Linked DNA regions of Sus scrofa: region 1 is linked to region 2. A link is a contact called in public HiChIP or PLAC-seq data. All regions are on one chromosome and are shown on one strand. The core of a region is the stretch at or near the end of the contact, and the rest is flanking DNA. Distances in the headings are between cores, read along the strand shown.

Region 1 (7,439 bases), core at 2,621-5,120, 150 kb after region 2:
GCTATGTGCCTGCCTATTTCTCTATCTATCTATCTATCTATCTATCTTATCTATCTATCTGTCTGTCTGTCTATAGCTGTGGTTACATTATAATCCTATAAATCTTTCTATTGTTTTATAGCTTTCGCATCTAGCACAAGGCTTTGCACAGAGTAGGAATCTTTTAAACGTCTGTGACTACAAACACTAAGGATGAATTAAGTACACCTATTCCTAAGACAGCTTTCTAACATCTCCAACACAAACACATTTTAAATCCATCATGTTCAACACCTTTAAGCCTTTTTTCTTCACAAATTAGTGTGAGCCTCTCACCTACTCTTCCATTCCAACCCTCAATGCTCCCAGGTTCCAGAAGACAAAGACCAATACTCACAGTGAACTTTATTTGGATTTGTCTGTTTCCGACGGGACATGTTTCTCTGATCCAAGAGCTCTGGTCTTTCCCAGTTTCAGGACTGGATGTTACTATCTCCTTGCAAGGTGCTAACCTACAATAAAAAGGATAATGTTAGCACATGCCCAGAAATTATACACAATTAAAAGACAGAAAGACTTAAAAAAAAAATAGTTCTTAGTTTCCGTCATGGCTCAGCAGTTAATGAACCCAACTAGCATCCATGAGGATACAGGTTCCATCCCTGGCCTCACTCAGTGGGTTAAGGATCCGATGTGGCCATGAGCTGCAGCGTGGCTCGCAGACATGGCTTGGATCCCACATTGCTGTGGCTCTGGCATAGGCCGGTGGCTTCAGCTCCGACTGGACCCCTAGCCTGGGAACCTCCATATGCCTCAGGTGCGGGCCTAAAAAAAAAAAAAAAAAAAAAAAAGACATTTAAAAATAAATAAATAGTTCTTTATCATGTGAAACTCACCAGTTAACAATCACTGAACTACTTAAAGAAAGAAATGAATAAATCTCTAGCATCAAGGTTCCAAGAAGTCTGGAAGGCAGTTAGGCTCACCATGGTACCACCAATGCTAGATTCCAAGAATTTTGAGAGGGGACTTCAGAGGATTTAGGGTATTCCACTCTAAATCCACCTGTGGAATCCAGAATATTGTTAAGTGATCACGATCAAGGTCATAAGAGTAGATAGAAAAGGAAGGAAAAAATTCAGGCAACCAGCGTTAGAAGCACCTCGGGCTCAAAGGGATCATCCCCACGAATTGTAAAAGGAAGCAAAAAGAAGCTAAAGAGGTGGCAGCTCACATGTCACATGCCCTCTGAAATCAAGCCCTGCAATCTGCACCAATGGGAGCCTCCAGATGTTTTTTTCAAGTTATCTCTCCCGGAGGTGACAAAGGCATCATATCCTTGTGGGACAGGAAACATCTCAAAACTCTTAGGCTCTGTAAATGAAAACATGAGAAAAAGAGCCTCTGTCTAGTGATGCGGACACAGTGCTAGGCACTGAGGATGACAGGGCACTAAAGCAAATCAGACTTGCAATGCTGAAGATGCACTTTCACCAGAAGAGCCAAGTGCTGTCCACATTGTTGAGTACTTATTCAACACCCCAATGTGAAACATCAGCCTGAACCTGCTCACATGTTTCTGAGCAGTGGTCAAAGTTAATAACTTTAGTGCCTCTTCTCAATCCAGCCTCTATGTAGGAAGAATAAAGAGAAAAGGTCCCCAGATGAGAAGTGCTGCAGAGACATGCACCTGCTTCCATGAAATAGGAGGGAAGAGATACTTCAGCCTGGAGGTACCTGGTTAGTTATAGGAAAGATTTTCCCAGCATTAGGTGGTATTAGAGAGTCTGAAATGGATTAGTAATGGAAGCTATGAATTTTCTTTGAAGGATAGAGGCAATAAACAGATAAAGATTAAAAAGAAAGATTTTTCTCTTTCCTACTAAAAACAAGAACATGGATCTGGTCATCCTCTACCTTTTCTTCCAGTTCCTGCCTTCTCAAATTGTACTTGCACTGAATAAGCAAATATAAAATTGTAGCTTATTGCCTTAAGAGGAATTACGAGAGACTACTTACTACCAGCTATACTTTGCACTCTAGTTAGTGAAGACTCACCTCCTGTTATGCCAACTAACTCCTCTCTGTAGCTAGAAAGGACCTCAGACCTGTAATCAGATCCTGCCTTCCCTTACCAAAAGAAGAAAGAAACCGCAAATGGCAAAGACAGGCCTCCACAGGAAGTGGTAAAGGAAGCAGCTTTCAGGCAGTCTTCTATCATATCTGCATATCAAACACAGTTCTTTTTCAGACCTTTAATTAAAAAAAAAAAAACAACTCCAAATGTATACAGTAAAAATCAATTTTAACTATTTAGGGGGGAACTATGCTGAAGGCTAATGCTAATGAAATGTGTTCTCTAAGTTCTGTTTGTGTAGATCATCAGCATCAGCAGTTATTTATTAACCAAAGCAGTGAATGAATTTTACACTCTTGGTTTTTTCCTGTAAGTTTGTGGAACCACAAGTGGAAAGCTGAATCAAGTGCAGGATGCCTATCATTACTTTTCCTAAAATTTGTAAAGCTACAGCTCTCTATTGTATGAGAAAGAAAATGAATTCTTAACTATTCCTTTTTTTTTTTTTTTTTGGTCTTTTTGTCTTTTCTAGGGCCGCTCTCACGGCATGTAGAGGTTCCCAAGCTAGGGGTCCAATCGGAGCCACAGCCACCAGCCTACACCACAGCCACAGCAACGCCGGATCCACAATCCACTGAGCAAGGCCAGGGATCAAACCCGCAACCTCATGGTTCCTAGTCGGGTTCGCTAACCACCACGCCACGATGGGAACTCCCTTAACTATTCTTTAAATTTTCTTCGCATCAAGATCAGAAATTAGGAGTTCCCAACATGGCTCAGTGGTCAATGAACCCGACTAGAATCCATGAGGACACAGGTTTGATCCTGGGCCTTGCTCAGTGGGTTAAGGATCTGGCATTGCCCTGAGCTGTGGTGTAGGTTGCAGACATGGCTTGGATCTGGTGTTGCTGTGGCTGTGGTATAGCCAGGAGCTGTAGCTCCGATTCCATCCCTAGCCTGGGAACCTCCATATGCTGCAGGTGTGACTCTCAAAAGCCGAAAAAAAAAAAGCAGATAATCTTGGTGAGACAACAGTTCTATACTAAAGCTACAAGTCAGAAACAAAAATCACCATCTGCATATTTAAATCGCCAGTGTCCACTGCATCTCACAATCCTCCTAGTGGCCAAATGGGGAACCAAGCAGATGGTACCCAGTGAGACTTCACACCTGAGGGATTAAGGGGAAAAAATAAGCAAATACTCTTTCCTCCCTTTAAAAAAAGAAAGCCTATGGAGCTGTGGACTCCGGAAAATAAGCTAAAAATTATTTAATTAATTAACAATAAATAACTAGCCCTGGAGCTACATTCTCGATTGCACAACAAGATCTCTGAGGTTAAACAACAGTTTTATAGGCAGTAAAAGCTAATAAAGCCATGGATACATTGCCCTATAGTTCACTAACTCAGTTTTACTTTCAACACTGCCTCAATTCCCAGGGCTGAATCTGAAACCAACATAAAAATGTAAAAGGAGAGCCTGAACATCACCATCTGGAAGAAAAACAGGATGGGAAGAAAGGTAACCGGTGAGATTCAGGTCTACAAGAGGTTCCATTTACAAAGGGAGGCAGTTTTGTCTGTCTTTAGAACGAGGTTAAGAATCCTTGGGAGCGAGGCCAACGTCTCCCTTTAACACTATTCCTGCTCTCCCACAGGTGTTAGGTTGCAGCTTCCAGGACACACTGGACTTTAGCAAGGGAAAAACGGGTGAAATCCAACCTTTCAAAAAAGAGGGTGCATTCTTACCTCCAGCTCTGGTGCAGTTCCCACGGAGCAAAGTTAATTTGCCTGAATCCCAGTGATTTGTATCTGCCAAAAAGGAGAGGACAGGAAAGCCGGTCACGTAGCCGCCTCACTGCTCACCCTGTTCCCACTTGTGTTTGGTCTGGAGCGTGCGTATAATCAGCCGAGATGGTCCCTCCGGCATCTTCAAGCGTGAGCACAGGTAGATTCCCGGGAATTATCATACAAGAGACAGAGGTCTTCCGATGCGGCTCAGACAAACCCCAGACAACACGGGCTACTCAGAAATCTAAATTTAGAAGCCCGTTTGCGAGACCCAGACGCGGGACAGATACCCCGATCTGCACTCCCACGCCCATCCTCCCCCTCCCCCAGAACAGCCTGTCAGACGCCGGGGCCGTCCCGGCGGTGCCGACTGAGCCCGACCTGGGCCCACGCGGGGAGGGCGGCGGCGCGGACGCCCCTCCCTCGCCCGAGACCGCCGGAGAGACGGAAAGAGGAACGGCCGCCGCGGGGAGGCAGCCAGGTCAGGCCTCGTCGCGGGAGCCCGGGGCAGGGGGAGGGTCAGAGCCTGGGCTGCCCCCGCCCCCCAAGCCGGAGCGAGCCCCTGGTCCCCTCCCCAGACACAGACAGACAAAAGGGCCGACAGCCGGCGACCGAGGGTGGGGGGTGAGGAGCCCTGCATCCTCTGTCTGGCCTGGGAGGGAAAGAGTCGAGGGTCTTTTTACCCGGCGCCTCCGCGCTCCGCGGCTCTCCGGGTCCCTGGGCCCCGCCTACGGACAGACGGACCGCCGGACAATGGGCCACGGGCCGCAGCTCAGGCCGGCCGAACCGGGGCTTTCCGGGACTGGGCCCCAGCGGGCAGAGGGCAGCTCCGGGCCGAGCCGGTGGCGGGGAGCCGAGGGGTGGCGCTGCAGACGGACAAAGCCCACGGCAGACAGACAGACGGAGGGGGAAAAGATGGCGACGCGGGCGGCGGGAGCGCGCAGCTCGCGCACCCGCAGCGAGTGGGGCGCGTGCACGAGCCTCTCCTCTCCCTCCCCCTCCCCCCTACTCCAGTTCGGTCCCCCTCCCCGCTCCCAGGCGCGCGCCCGATGGCGTGGGCGGGGCTTGAAAGGCAAGGGGTCCCGGGAGGTGGGCCTTAAGGGAGCATCCAATCACAGACATTGGAGAGGGGCCTCGCCTCCATCCTCGCGCCGGAGAGACCCCCCCAGCCTCGTACACTCCCACGTCGCGCTATGGCCCTGTCGGCCCCTCAGCTCCCCTATCCTCTCCTGAACCTGAAACCTCCACCGGGACTGTCAGCTCTGAACCTGGTTTCTTACCCCACCTTCGAGTTCAGCCACAAAACCCACATCCCCCAACCACAGCTCCACCGCAGCCACCCCTTCTCCTTCGTTCAACCTTAGTACCCAACTCCTTTCCCCAACCCAAACCCTCTTCCCTTCATTTCCCTCACCTCACGGTTTCTTCGGCCCCCAAGGAGTTTAATGTGACGGAGACCTAGGGTCCACGGGCCTTTGTGGGAGGGGCTAAGTTCAGCTGTCAGAACCTAAGAGAAAAAGCTTTAGATTTTTTTGACGTTTGTGTCTCCTACATAATTTTTTTTTTTTTTTTCTTTTTAGGGCCGCACCTGTGGCATATGGAGGTTCTCAGGCTAGGGATGGAATCAGAGCTGCAGCTACTGGCCTACGCCACAGCCACAGCAACGCCAGATGCGAGCTGCATCTGCGACCTGCACCACAGCTCATGGCAACGCAGGATCCTTATTAACCCACTGAGCCAGACCAGGGATCGAACCCGCGTCCTCGTGGATACTGGTCTCTCCTACATGATTCTTAACTAATAAAATAACAGTAGCTGTAGACCTAGGGGCGTAGGATTAATTTAGAAGGGTAGCTTGTGCCTCTTTTGCCACTAAAGAGGCATTTTGGGATAATTGAGAGTGGTTAAGCTCACCTCCTAATAAAACACTTCCCCTCTCATCATCCCCTTCTATTTCCTCACCACCTTCCTTCCTTTCCTCCCATTCTGTCGTCCTGTAGAGTGCCTAAGCCTGCCTTTGATATAGCGCACTTGGAGAAGGAGGGCATGCAATGGAAAGAAGATTGGGTCTGACTTTAGAATATCCAGCTTTGAGTCTCAGCTCTCTGCTACTGACCAGCCTGATTACTTTGGGCAAGCCACTTCCCTATTCTGAACTCCTTGGTAAAATATAAAATGGATAACGATGTAATAATTCCTGGCCTCTATTCTCTTATAGTTGTTGTGCTAATTAAGTAAAATGAATATATGAAAGTATTATGCAAATATTCCTTGTGGTCACTGGCCCCACAAAGACAGAGCTAATGAGGATACCGAGCCTTGCTTATAAAGCAACAAGTCCTTGTATTTGCATAAAGCGTTCTTGCAAAATGTTTTTTTCAGAAATCTCTAAGGAGATGATACCATTGTCTTCATCCTGTGTTTAATGTGAAAGGATCTTGGTCCTTCAAATTCTGTAGTGAATGTCTTATTTACTCTTTCATTCCTTTGGCTGGGATGAGCTGGGAGTTATTCTTAATTTCAGTTAAGAAAACTTGTAAATTTCATTGAAAATTTTAATTCCTGGGTAGCCAGAAAATGGATTATTCTCATCCCCCCAGAAGGTTTTCAGACAGTGTAAGAATGCAAGCTGGAATAAATATTGGCTTTTATACTTAACAGTAATTCCTGATGAGTTTAGACTGAGGAATACAGATATAGCTTTATTATGTCACTTTAAATTTGATGTAGTTGATATTTTCAACATGAAAATAGCTATCAGGTAAAGCATTAGGAGAGAGCCTCCAGTGAAATTTCTTGGCTTCTTCAAATAATAATGTGTAACACTGGGCTGCTTGTTTCATCTCCTTGAGCTGAAAAAAAAAAAAAAAAAAGGAATCGTAATAAATGTTCATGTGTTCTAGAAACACCTCTGAAGTGTTGTGATTCAGGATTATAGTCAAATGAGGGGAAAATTGTTGAATAAAGAATTAGTTTATTTTTCCTCTGTTCTCACCTAAACTTGTTCTGAATCTAGAAGACTTTTTCATGAGTCATGGATTTTTTTTCAGCTTCATTTTTAATTTCTACTTTCCCAGTCTACTCATGGAATTATGCTATTCTGACACTTTAAGTATATAAACTTTCCCTTGAAATATCTTCTGGTTTATGTTTATTGGCTCCTAGGAAGAACTTGTTAGGACTTTACAACAGTATTGGTAGGACAATTTAAACTTCATTTAAAAATTTATTAGGATATAATTCGCATACAATGAAATTCACCCTTTTAGAGTGTAAAAATGAATTTTTTTTTTTTTTTAGTATCTTCACAGGTTGTGTAACATCACCGGTATCTAATTCCAAAACATTTTCATCACTATAAAGAGAAACCCCATACTAATCACTTCCCATTTTTCTTCCAGCCCCTGACAATCACTAATCTTAGTGTTTCTATGAATTTGCATATTCTGAGCATTTCACATAAATGGAATCATACAATATGGGGCCTCTGTGTCTGGCTCCTTTAACTTAGCATGACGTTTTCAAGGTTCATGCATGTTGTAGTATGTGGGTCAGTTCTTTGTTCATTTTTATGGCCAAATAATATTCCGT
Region 2 (7,779 bases), core at 1,098-3,597:
CGTAATTTGGTATTAAGTGTAAAAGAGTTACGAAAAACAATGATAAGTCTTTTTTCAAAGTGTTTTCACAGAAGAATATGTAGGCGACACTATGACTTTCTTCCCAATTCAGAAATACTTCTACTTATACATTCCTTTCCAGTTTCACCTGGCACAAAATTCAACCGCTCTGCTATTGAAGAGAATTTGTAATTGTAGAACACCTGTTCTTCACAGCTGATCTTATTTATTTGTAAAGGACACAAGGGTCTTAGACACTGTCTGTTTCCCATACCACCAGCTCAGCACCATGATCAAGATTAACTTCTGGAATCTTTCTTTCTTTTTTTGGCCACACCCATGGCATGCATAAGTTCCCAGGTTAGGAATCCAACCCGATCCACAGCAGTGACCAACTAGATCTTTGACCTGGGGCAGCCCCCAGGGAACCCCTGCAATCTTTCTAATGTTGCCCAGACTGGAACCCCACTAAACGAGGGGTAGGACCACTTCTTGGAAGTGGTTGGAAAGTCGGACCCTTCAGGAAAGATCCTTATTTCTCAATTCCTTCCCTCCCACAACTCACTCCCTCTCCATCAAAAAAAAAAAGTTGTAAAAATAGCCAAGGTTGTTTACCTTCTAGGCCAGAGGGCATTACCTATCTCTCAGACCTGCCCTTTCCTGATAAGCAGGCCAGAAGATCATTTTTTGAAGTTCATTCACAATATACATTTTTGTGACTTTATAGTTTTAAGTAAATATCCAAGTCTTTGAGTAATTACATTTAAAACATGATTAAGTATTTTATAATAAGTATATACAAGGCCTATGCAGAAGTGAAGATAAACTATGAAGTTATTTCTCTAAGTCACTGCATTAAGAGTGGGAGGTAGTAGCAGCAAAAAAAAAAAAAAAAAAATGTTTTACATTTTACAGAGTTCTATTTCATGTAGTTTCATGTTTTTATCAGATGCTCCAAATCTTTTTTTTCCCCAGTGTTGCCATCTTTGTGATGTCCTAGGAATAATCTAATAACAAGTATACAGCACTCACCCTCAAGACTGAAGAGCAACTACTGTAACTAAGTATTTTCGTTGTTCCGCAAAGTATTTCTGAAACACGTCCAATCTAAATTTTATTTGCTCTCTTCCTTTTTCTCTGGCAACTTTTAAATCCTCTGATTCCTTTTCTAGAACTCGAGAAGGAATTCCATTCCATCTCCAGAAGGACACCTAGTTTACATATTTGACCTACAGAAAAATTCCTCTCCAACTCTTTCAAAGGCTAGTAGAACTCTATCCAGGGAGTGTCCCACAACCCCTGCTTTTAACCACCTTCACGGTACCGTCCCCGCCCTACATTCCGTGTGCATTTTAACTTCTTGTCATCATCTTCGAGACTCCACTCCCCACCTCCCGCATCTGCCTTCAATTCCTCCTACTCCCCCCAATTCCTGCCAAAAAGCCCCGTTAGTTGCCTGTTGCATAACTGCTCCCCATTACCGTCTCCCTGGCTTGTCAGCCCCGCTCCCGCCAGCAGGAATGCCCCTTTTTGTCCAACCCCTCCTCCCTCTGCAACACGCCCAGCGATTCCCCGAGATGAAGCTCCTCCGGGGATTCTCTCTCCAGGCCGGGCAGGTCGTGCTTCCAGGCCGGCGCTTCGGAGCGGGGAGCGGGTCTTAACTTTGGTGGTGAAGCTCCGAGGGCAGAGTCGGCCCGCTCCAGCAGGCGCAGCTCCGAGCACACCGCAGCGCCCGGCCAATCACCGCCGCCATCCTCCCGCTGGGGTGATGTCTTCAGGTGTCCGGGGAGAAAGCCCTGCGTACTTCCAGCTCCGCTCTCCGGCCAGGAGCCGCCGGCCCCGGGGCTGCCGGCGCGGCCGAGAGAGGCAGAAGCGGGCCCCCGGGTCTCGAAGGAGCCGGGTGGGCGGCGGCGACCGGGTGGACGCCGGCCCCAAGGCATGGGCCTGCGAGGCGGGTGGCGCGCGGCCAGGGATGGGCAGCGGCGGGGACGGAGGCGGCCGCGGCCTCGGCGGGGACCAGGCGCAGAGGCCTCCGCCGGTGCCGCGGCCCCTCCAGCTGGGTCTCGGGGCAACCAAAGAGCAAAGCGGACGGACCAACGCGAGGCGGGGGTCGCCGGCAGCTTCGGCCACTGCGCGGGGCAGGGGCGGCCTCTCCCTGTTCTTGCTCCCTCCCCAGCCCGTCTGCCCGCCTGTCTCACCTTCAGGACCCGGATCCCGCCCAGCCGGCGGCTCGCGGGCGCTTCGGGCGGCTCCGGGGGCTCGAGCGGGCCCGCGGGCCCCGGCTCCACCTCCCCCATCGGCGGCTGGCTGAGGCTGCACAGGGACGCCCGGCCGGCGCGACGCCGCGCGGAGCCTCGGCGGCGCGCGCGAGCAGCCAGCGGCCCCACCCCCGCGGCCCGCCAGCCCCGCCCCGGGCCCCGCCCTCCCGCAGCCCGGCCGGCCCTGCGTAGCTGCGGGCGCGGTGCGTCCCCCGGACGCTGCGGGCCGCCTGCCCGCGGACCCCGCCGGCGAAGCCAGGCAACACCGCAGGGCTGGGCTTCTGCCGTCTGCCGCCCTAGGTTTGGCGGCCTGAGGCACAGGCGTGTTATTTCTTGCTGTCCCCGCCTCCGAAGCACCCGCAGGGCTAGGGGCAGGGGAAGCTCTGCACCTGTCAATAGTGACTGGAGGACGCTGCTCTCCGCAGAGGGTGGTTCTTGTAACTTAGCTCTTCCAGACGTTTCCTCTGTGCTCCAAAACTGGCCTGTCGCCCTCACTTGCAAAGCCATTGAACGGATTGTTGAGAACACTCACCTGAGCAAGGTGCTTTCTCTTATCAGAGATGCTCATGACATTCTCAGTGTACAAAATGTCAACTCACCTCCCTTTCTCCTCACGTAGTAAAATTATTAGAATTCTGTTCTCTGTTTGAAGGAGCGATGTGGTCTATGAGCCATTTTATTATTTGCAAGGCTAATTTAGAAATTTTTAATTTATTTTTTCTTTCAGTTCCTTCCGTGATAGTTTTGTGACCAGGCCAATGGGCCAAATTTGGAGTCAGCCAGCCTCATTCCAAATATCAGTGCTACCTCTTATTTGATCTAAGCCTTTGGTTCTTAGCTGTGAAATAGAAATTGGTATCTGTCTAGTAGTTATTCTGCAGACTTTGCAAATGCATCAATGTGCTTACTTAACACATAGTAGTGATTCGTAGTAACCATTACAATTATGAATTTCCAAATTTAAGATATACTCAGTTCCTCAGAGTCCTCTCCTTGTTAATCCAACTCTAAATTTTCCTAGGAAATCTTCTAGACCTCTGGATTTTTAGGTCTTCCCCTCTTACAGACGTGTTGAATCTTCAAGCAACTTGTAAGGAATTCAGCAGAAAAAAATTTTCTTACGCTTTGGATAACTGGTATAAACGGTATCGCCTATTATCCATTGCTTCAGCTTGCCTAGTCTAACCCAAATGTATGTTTAGTACAAGAGAGTTTGAGACCTAACAGTGCAGTCTGTGCCCCTCTGTCTACATATATGAGATATCTATTTGTAAATTTTTTTTCTTTTTTTTTTTTTTTTTTTTTTGCATTTTTAGGGACACACCCATGGCATATGGAAGTTCTCAGGCTAGGGGTCCAATCCAAGCTGTAGCCACTGGTCTACGCCACAGCCACAGCCATGTCAGATCTGAGCCGCACCTGGGACCTACATCACAGCTCATGGCAACACCAGATCCTTAACCCACTGAGCAAGGTCAGGGATTGAACCTGCATCCTCATGGATGCTAGTCAGATTAATTTCCGCTGAGCCACGACAGGAACTCCGTGTGAATATTTTAAACTCTAAGGCAAAATTTGAATAAGACAAAGACTCCGACTCTGTACAAATTATTTCTTCTGTGAAAGTTTGGTCATTACTTTCTCCCTTGACATGCGTTACTTGGTATGTGTCAAAATTCCAGGTTCCAGTAATCTTCATTTTTTTTGTCTCATTTTAAAGAATTAAAAATTGTCTCTGAATCTGGTGTAAGGTGAAAAAAGCTCTTAGGCTATCTTCCTCCTGCATTTCCTTCTACCTTGAACTTACTTTCAAGAAACTTAGATTAGTTAGAATCTCATTTCAGTGCTGAGTAACTTCTTCCAGCAAGAACATTGGTCTGTAAGGAATAGGCACCAATATGGAGACAGAAGTGGACTTGACCAAGTGCAGACAGGCAGTGGAAAGAATGTACATGTGGTTCAGATTAAGTGTTTCTAAAAGCCTGTTTCTTGAGGTATTGCCCATTACCTTCTCCAGATCTCATGAGCAGAAGGTCTTTACTGTCACTGAAGGGGAAGGATCTTGTCCCAGGATCAGCATTTCCGTTCATACTGGGGAATAGCAGTGGTCTGTTGTTGTTTTTAAAATTAATGGGGAGTTCCCATCGTGGCGCAGTGGTTAACGAATCCGACTAGGAACCATGAGGTTGCGGGTTCGGTCCCTGCCCTTGCTCAGTGGGTTAAGGATCTGGCATTGCCGTGAGCTGTGGTGTAGGTTGCAGACGCGGCTCGGATCCCGAGTTGCTGTGGCGCATAGGCCAGTGGCTACAGCTCCGTTTCGACCCCTGGCCTGGGAACCTTCATATGCCGCGTGATTGGCTCAAGAAAAGGCAAAAAGACAAAAAAAAAAAAAAAAAAAAAAAAATGATGGGATAGTGAGCGAACATATCAATTCAGAATATAAGCCTGTACTAAAAAAAAGTTATGTATTTACTACTTCTTCAACAACCAGGGTAGTGCTTCCTTCCAAAGGAGGAAAAGAAGAGCTACAAGCCCAGGTGTTACAGGGAGTAATTTATGGTACAGCTCTCTTTAAAGGTCTCCATGGTTTAAGATCCAATTCAGAAAAGGGTGACAACCAGTTGATCCTGAGTTTTCTTTTCAAATCACATACTGCCATTCACATTTTATACTGTTGCAAAGGTCATATATTCATGTTCTCCCCCAGTTCAAGGCAGTGTGCATTATGTATGCCAAGGGTTATGTAACTACAATTTCTGGAAATGGTAAACAGCTGAGACTAACCCTAAAAATAAAATCCTCTGAGATTTTTTTGTGCAAAAATCCATCTGCCCTCACTGCAGGTTCATCATTACAAAAATCACTGTTTGGATCAAGCCAAGAGACAGCGAAGTCCTCAGACTCCTTCCTTGCTGTAACCTTCTGACAAGCAGGAGAGCATAGCGCTCTCTCTCCACCTGGAAGGGGCTGGGGAGGAGCTGGGACACACACACACACACACATCTATCCCAGCTTTTCCTAATTCTCACTACAAAATGGAAAGAAGGTCTGGAGATGGAGAGTTGGGAGAGATGCCGAGCGTTTACTACGTTGACATATTAATAGCTTGTTCCCGCTCTGTCGATGATCACAGGTCATCTTTAGGCCTCAATCCTTTGTTATTTCTACCACAGGTTGAACAGATTTAGATATCCCTTATAGTTTCAAATAAACAGGTTTGTATCTGCCTGCCTTGTAGGTCTGAAGAATTTTTTTCCTTGGACATTTTAATATTTTTCGATTGTGGGGGCAACTGAACTAGGGAAGGAAATAGCATGAAAAACTCTTAGAAGTGATCAAAAATTACTTTTTTGGATGGAAGTTGAAATCTGAGCAGTATTCATTGTATTGTTAAGTAAATGTCTGGAGTCTATTACTGGCCTACCTTTTCTATCATAGCTTTTATATTTTCATCTCATTACACGGAGATGAAGGTGTCACATCAATTTAATATTAGAAACAAAGATAAATTTTAACTATGCCGCATATAAGGAAAGATTATAGAAATGTCACTTATCAAACAGCACCCAAGGGCACTTCTGCATAAACTAGATAATTGCCAAGGCCTACTTGCTTCTTTTCAGGTAGGAGACTATCACATCTCCTCCTATTCGATGAAGGGACTGTCAGAGATCATCTGGGTAACAGAACACCTAAAGCTTCCAACTTCCAACCATTCGCACTTCTATGGAGGAGTTCATATAAACTAGATCATGAAACAGAATTCATTTGAGCTGATCAAGCCTTTCTCTTCCTCATGACAGATAAACCTTAGCGAGTCACAAAAAGAAGCTTATAACTAAAATTCCCATGAGCACCCCTAATATACATTTCATCTTGACATGATTTCTCTGCCGTGTTTGAGAATTCACCCATGTGGAAAACACTCACCAGTTAAATTTTCCAAGTGCACTTGTTCACTGTCTGTAACTACAAGTTTTTTTTTAATTTGTTCAAATTCCACTCGGTGAGATTTCTGTGTAAAAGGAAGATTAATGGGTAAGTTTAGCTCAAAGCTCTGAAATAAGAACTCATCCAAGGCTTCTCTAATGCACTTGTAAGAAGCGAGGAAGCAAAATTTAAATCATTGAGTATTGACTTTTTATTATTAGTCACTGTTCATAATTTGTTTCAACCAAAAGACAATACACAGCAGAATTCTAATGCATCCCATGTAAATGTTTACATCCATTTTATTCCTCACTCGCCTCTAAGACTTATCATTTAATTGTAATTTTTTTTTTACATCTCAAAAATATGTCTGCAATAATTAGAACTTCATTAGCCGTCCCAGGTGGAAACAGCCTTTTAATATTTTTACAGTAAAGAAGATGTGATGGGGCTTAATGAAAATGTAACTTACAACATTATGAAAGAAAAGGGCCTATACAGGGACACACTGGGGGTTCACAAAGGAAAGAATTCAGAAGCTCTTTCCCATGAGGCCCCCCAATAGAAAACGAAAACGAAACACACAAAGCGCAACAGCAGATTCCAAAAACAAAAACAAAAAACAACTCCAATGCTCCATCTTGAAGCCAGAATCAGCCTCATGGAAGTTTGTGAAGCAACTGTGCAAGCTGCTTCAGCTTTTTCTTCTGTTTAAGTGTTCCAGGTCCTGGAACCCCACTCACTGCTATTGCTTGAAAAAGAGTTATTCTCTTCCAGTTTTACAAGCAGCCCCACCCTCCTGAGCCACAGCTGGTCAAAGTGTTAACTTCAGGACTTTGTGAGCAATTCTCTCTTCAGTGATCCTCCTCATTCCCAAACTCATGAGTACACAGGCATGTACCCCCTCTTCGCCAACCACGAAGGTCATGAATACCCACTTTTAGCGCTCTGTTTAAAACAATGCGGATAAAATACATTCACTAGAAAAACATACATATACACATTCAAACTTCCCTTCCCCTAGTTCTCATGGCCCAGATGTTGTCCAACGCAGAAGATAATGAAGTTGAACCTAAATAACAGCATCCCCCTCACTTCCAACTTCTTCTAGAAGAACATAAAAACGGAAAGTATGTCATGTATTAGGTGGAGATACTCAAACCATTAGTGCTGGACAGTTTTCCTACATAAATGGGACAAACAAGGGGTACAAACCACATCTTTTAACCCAGCAAGAGGGAAGAATCCCCTCCCAATGTCACACTGAGGAATGTCTCCTTAAATGAGAAAGACCTTAAAATGAACAGATGATCACTATACACAGCATGAAACATTCCACGACTGTCCAAATCAGCTCAAGGTATCAGCACCGGAGCACTGCGGGAGCGCTCTCGGGGAGAGCACCCTTCCTACAGTTCCTTGAGATTACTTAGACGAACTCTCCCTTAGGATGACTGTGGGGGTGGAGAGGGAGCAGAGGATACAAACTACTTTGGAAGAGGGGGAAAATGAGGTAAAAGTGCATGTGAAATTGTCCAAGTAAGTGTAGGCTCACGGCTTATCACCCTGGAGTTATTAAAACAGCCACAGA

What was found. HiChIP or PLAC-seq counts read pairs in DNA pulled down with a chosen protein or histone mark.
Region 1: a contact with region 2 is called in an H3K27ac HiChIP or PLAC-seq map of alveolar macrophages. The contact joins the promoter of IST1 here to the promoter of PHLPP2 in region 2. A contact is called at or near these places in 1 of 5 promoter capture datasets (fetal liver), 1 of 47 Hi-C or Micro-C datasets (heart right ventricle) and 2 of 2 datasets of contacts at active chromatin or transcription factors (alveolar macrophages and skeletal muscle).

The regions. Positions count from the first base shown.
Region 1 is chr6:14,864,989-14,872,427 of Sscrofa11.1, forward strand. IST1 (IST1 homolog) reads left to right here and starts at 3,871. Exons shown (of 10, transcript XM_021093850.1): 1 at 3,871-4,005. ZNF821 (zinc finger protein 821) reads right to left here and starts at 5,331. Exons shown (of 8, transcript XM_021093841.1): 1 at 5,263-5,331; 2 at 3,807-3,869; 3 at 377-491. The coding sequence starts at 416.
Region 2 is chr6:14,713,574-14,721,352 of Sscrofa11.1, forward strand. It overlaps PHLPP2 (PH domain leucine-rich repeat-containing protein phosphatase 2), which reads right to left and starts at 2,348. Exons shown (of 19, transcript XM_021093823.1): 1 at 2,199-2,348. The coding sequence starts at 2,297. It overlaps AP1G1 (AP-1 complex subunit gamma-1), which reads right to left. Exons shown (of 24, transcript XM_003126897.6): 24 at 6,376-7,779.